2 separate regions of the Zea mays genome follow, and region 1 is linked to region 2. The links are chromatin contacts, called in public Hi-C maps. All regions are on one chromosome and are shown on one strand. The core of a region is the stretch at or near the end of the contact, and the rest is flanking DNA. Distances in the headings are between cores, read along the strand shown. Region 1 holds the start of LOC100193654. Region 2 holds the start of LOC100192729.

Region 1 (2,700 bases), core at 119-2,618, 430 kb after region 2:
GGGATAAAAAAAATTATAGAAAGCAATCAGAAATTAGGATTACTCTACCCCATATGTCAATCGCTATGCATAAACCAAAGATGCATTAGCCCATAATGGTACAAACTCTTGTAATCCAATACAGGCCAGCATAGCTTTAACAAATGTAGGAATGGAATCCAACTCATGTTGAAAATGAACCACAAACAAAGGAACTCACACTACTAATTCCGTTAAAAATGGCATGTTCAGGTCAACTCTAAACTAAAAGAAAAGCAATTCTGAAACAGATACTAAAGAGAAAAAAGGGGGCATGTTTCCCTGAGGTGACCAACCTGCCTTTATTCACAACAGCACAAAATTCAATCTGATGTTTTCCTGGGGTAAACCGAACCAGCTATGACATTACCAAGAGCACTCCAATCTAGGTCCACACAAAAAAAATTGTGACCATCTGCTGCCAGATAAGCCTGATTCTGTAAAATCGTCTTACTTCTAATCGAAGGACAACAACATCTCCAAATATCCACCAAACAGAGAGCCCAAATAACAAGCTCCAGAGTGACCAGATTGTGTTAAGATACTGTTGAAAAGTTCAGATCATATATGTAATTCCACAAACACAAGGTTTGCCGATCAAATCCACGTCATCTCAATCAAAGAGACAATACAGCTAGGGTTTCGCACGAAATTCAAACTTTCAGGCTCGAACCCGTGCACAGAGCAAGAAGACATCGACCAAACAAAGGGAATAAAGAAACCGCAGCACAGCTTACACGGCAACACCAAACCCTGCCACGACACGAGTCACACGAGTGTAGAGCTCAAACTCCCCAATCCCCAGCTCGCCTTCTCTGATCCAATCCGGGTCACCCAATTCCGACCCCAAAGCGAAGCTTCCGCACCCGAATTCTAGCTCCCCGGCGCCCAAATAGTGAGTCCGAGGCTGCGCTGGCAACTGGCGCGGCCGCCATTGGCCGCCGGTCCGCCATTGCCGGCCGCAGCCGCACCGCGCGTGGGGTCGGTTAGAGGCGGGGGGATTGGAACGGGGGCCCAGAGCTCTCACCTTTGCTACTTCTGCGCGCGCGCAGGCACGGGCGAGGCCGTGTGTTGCAGGAGTGATCGGGAGCAGCTCCTGGTGCTGTTCTCGCCGGTCTCCACAGGATGCTGCAGCTGTGGCCGCTATGTCGCCGAAGCGTGCTCTCACGGAACACTTCGTTTGCAGGAGGGGGCAAGGCCTGGGGTGCTTCGCGACGGCTCCCGGCGCCGGCGGCTGCTGGCCTGATGCTGCGACGGAGGTGGTGGTGCGAGGTTGCTGACTGCTGTCGGGTTGGGCTTGCCTGGTGTTTGAGCTGCGGCCGTTCTCCGTTCCGTCTCGGTCTCGATGTTGTTGTACTTGTTCTCTCTGACTCGCCCCTCCCTTCTTCTTCACTGGCTGCCTGCCCTGCAGTCTTCTTTTACGGATTTTTTTTTGTCATTTGTTCCTTTGTCATTTTAGTTTTGCTAGCTCTAAATACTTGTCTAGTAGGTCTATAACACATCTAAATGCATTACGAGCGCACGTAACATTGCGAGCGAAACATACCATTGGTACTAGGCTTTGATACTGTTCGTTTGCCTTCCGCAACGAATTCTACTGATTTAGTATTTTATATTGTTTTATCTCTATAGATTATAATTTAATAGTTCAAACCATTAGTTTTAATCTGAAACCAATAGTAACGATTGTATTATATTTATTTGTGATTTCATCTATTCTTTTTTATTTATTGTGTTTTAGTTAAAAATAAACTAGCGAGCATAGAGAAATATGACGCCTTTCACACTCTACTAAATATTCAAAATGAACCATCTAATGATAGAAGAAAGTCGAGAAATCAAGGAAGAGATATACTAATGTCCCTTCAACGTCATCACGACAGTCTTGTGGAAATTGACTCGTCCTTCTAAAGATATATTTCTAGTCTCAAGTCTATCATTCAAAAGCAACAAAGTGAAAAACTTGATCGAATTTGTGGAGTATGACACAAGTCAGGAGAGTCCACCGTATCTGTAACAAGTCAGGAGAGTCCACCCATCTGTAACATTCTAAAAAATTTTGAATGCCAAATTTTATTTTAAATAATATTTTTTGTTTGAATTTGTGGAGTATGACACACATTATTTTTAAATTGAAAATTTATGAAATGCAATTTTTAAAACTTGAGTGATGCATTCATGTCACACCATTTTTTTGTTTGAGACAATTCAATCGATGTTTTATTGTTTCCGCTATCGACAGTTATCACATCCGGATTTAAGGGCAAACTCAGGTGTGTATTGAATATGTACTAGGATCAAGTCTCACACATATGATAGTTCATGGTACATAATCAATGTCACATTTTTATTATATAATAAAAGTTCTGTACAAAATAGCTAAATAAATTACATCATGTGACGACACGATCCTTCACAACCATAGTGGACTGAGAGACGACGACCTAGACCTCTCTGAATCTTATCGTAGCATCATTCATGCTCCTCCAGTGGTACATGTTCTTGACCTAGTGTGATTATAACAAGGGTGAGCTCACATACGTTCATCGCTCAGCAAGTGTGGGGAATAATATGCATGAGCTCACTTACGGTGGGAACGACTTACCAAGGTAAATAGTTAATACTGAGCATTGCTTTTAATAAGTTGATCAAAATTTTATTAACAATTACTAAGTGTAAGTA
Region 2 (2,700 bases), core at 4-2,503:
AGGTAAGTGTAGTCTGTTCATGCCTTAGGTTAGTTAAGATCATTAACAAAGATTAGATCTAACAGAGACCATACAATTTTGTATGCCAATTGGATCAAATAAAGTTAATACCTACTAGGGGTATTAGAGTTCATATGTGCTAGTAGTTCTACAAAAACTTCAGGTATGGCACTAAACAATGATACAAAAATATGTTGAGATGTAGCAAGAAAGTTTGTATCGGCGGGCCTCTAGCCTAGCGGTTAAGGACTTCGAGTAGCACCTCCAAGTCATGGGTTTGATTCCTATCGGGAGCGAATTTTCAGGCTTGGTTAAAAAAATCCCCTCGCTGTGCCTCATCCACTCTCGGGTTGCGATGTCATGTGCGCCACCCTCCGGTTGGACCGTTGCAGAGTGGACCGTTGACGCCGGTCCGTTAGTGATGGGGGCCAGCGTTCGGGGATTTTCTCGGCCGGGACCATTGTTTCGGTCTCTTCTTATATGGAATACCGGGAGGGCGGTCTTTCCCTCCCCAGCCGAGTTTTTTTTTTAAGAAAGCTTGTATCGTACATTAAATTAACAAACTGTCTAAAGCCCTCCCATCATCCTACTGGACCAACCCAGCCCATGACTTTTAAATGTACAAGTTCTAACATGCAGAATTCCAACATCAACCAATCCATAGGGACTGCAAACGAGGCATTTCACCGAACGCTTTGCGCTCTGGAGCACTTACCTTCGAAGTAGTAAGCAGTCCGGACACGAGCGACCACATGGGCACAAGGTGCCGCAGCTCCTTTGCGCTTGGAGAGGCGCAGCAGAAGGCCAGTGGAGGCGCGGGACTGGCCAAAGGCTGGATGGCAGTAGGGGTCCTCGGGGCGGAAGCGGAGCTCGAGGCGGGCGCCGGGATCGGAACTCCGGACCTGAGGGGGAGAGGAGGAGCCGCACGGACAAACATCAGTACACTTTGGTCGGGCGCACTGCAAGGCTGAAACTGGAGATGGATTAGAATTTCCGGGAGTAGTGCCTTGGCGAGGCCGGGGAGACCGCCGAGGGTGCGGGCGGCGCGGGCGGGAGAGGAGGGGTAGCCCGGGTAGTGCACTGCGAAGGCCTCGGCTGCTGGGAGCGTGCCAGAGATGGCTCCGTCTGTGATGGTCCATGGGGACGGCGGGGTCACCGGCTCTGGCGGCGCTGTCAAGGGTGAAGAGGGCGAGGCGGCCATTGGACTCGCGAAGGACCGAAGGAGAGGGAACTCCCGTAGAGAGAGAAATACTAGTATCTTACGCGCCCCTTCGCGCGCATAGGCAGCGCTGAATCATGTCAATGAGTTAATATAAAATTTTGATAAAATAATCTAAAAAAAATAAGAATGGTTCATGTAGTAGTACTACTAAATACTAATAATGAATTGCACATTATACTGTATGTTTTGTTTTAAAAAGGCCCTCTACCTCATGGAGCAGGCCCGGCTTCCCGACGTTGAGCTAGTCCTCACTACCGGAATTAGGGCTGAAAACGAGTCAAGCCAGGCTCCGCTCGGTGCGTCTCGAAGGTGAAACGACTCGAGCCTGGCTCGGCTCGCCGGTACACCGAGCTACCAAAATAGGCTCGGCTCGGGTCCGACTCGAGCTAGCTCGCAAGCATGTCCCGCATGAGATCACACCAGCATGACACAGGCGCACGCGCTGGGCTTTGGGTGGTTGTGGCCTTGTGGGCCTATTCGTATTGGGTCGCTGATACACGTGCACGCGCTGGGCTTGGCTCGCGAGCTGGCTCGCGAGCTTGTGCGAGCTGGCTCGGCTCGGGAATTTTTCGAGCTTGCGAAACTGGCTCGGCTCGCCCGCAGCTTGTGAGCTGGCTCAAGCCTACCCGAGCCACAACGAGCTCGAGCCGGCTCGCCGAGCCCGAGGTTTTTCCCAGCCTTAACCGGGATCACTTCTTTACCGAGTGTCTGAAATACTCGGTAAAGCCTGGAAAACACTCGGCAAAGAAAGTTCGGCAAACTGTACATCGACAACGGCTTCTTTGCCGAGTACTTTTTATCGGACACTCGGCAATTGTCGAGTGTCACTCGGTACTCGGCAAAGAAAAGTCGTCATCACGACGCCAGGTAACGGAGCCTGTACCGAGTGTCCACTATACAGACACTCGGCAAAGAGATCGCCAGCGGGCCCCTTTGTCAGTTCCTTTGCCGAGTGCACTAGGATGCACTCGACAAAGCTTGCTTTTTTGCCGAGTGCCATGGCCACAGCACTCGCAAAGAGGCTTTTACCGGTGCCAAGGTGTGCCTTCTTTGCTTAGTGTTATGACCTTGACACTCGGCATAGAGCCTCTTTGTCGAGTGTAGCACTCGGCAAAGTGACCAGTATACCTCTTTTTTATTTATTTTTTATATTCCATCCAAACAAACAAAAAGATATATCACATAATCATCACATATACATCACAGATATCACATCATCATCACATACATAATAGAGACCACATATTTCACAAAAAAACACAAATCTCATAAGTTTTTCACAAATATGTCTATGTCCATACCAAGATTCACCAACATAAGTATCACACAACTCTAAAACATAAGTTTTTCACAAACATAAGTTCAGGACAAGTTTATCACACAAGCTAAGAGAAGCTGATCAGCAAGGTGGGCGGCTGGACTGGTGCGACGATGGGCTGGACGATCCATGAGGGTTGTTGGATGCTGCCCCAGATTGT

The links. A called contact is a pair of places that touch in the nucleus more often than the background predicts.
Region 1: a Hi-C map of ear shows a contact between it and region 2, with 3 times the contacts expected there. The contact joins the promoter of LOC100193654 here to the promoter of LOC100192729 in region 2. A contact is called at or near these places in 2 of 25 Hi-C or Micro-C datasets (ear and tassel).

What each region holds. Positions count from the first base shown.
Region 1 is chr10:106,410,056-106,412,755 of Zm-B73-REFERENCE-NAM-5.0, forward strand. It overlaps LOC100193654, which reads right to left and starts at 1,369. Exons shown (of 2, transcript NM_001138748.1): 1 at 1,046-1,369.
Region 2 is chr10:105,983,491-105,986,190 of Zm-B73-REFERENCE-NAM-5.0, forward strand. It overlaps LOC100192729, which reads right to left and starts at 1,254. Exons shown (of 14, transcript NM_001137929.1): 1 at 1,007-1,254; 2 at 716-902. The coding sequence starts at 1,201.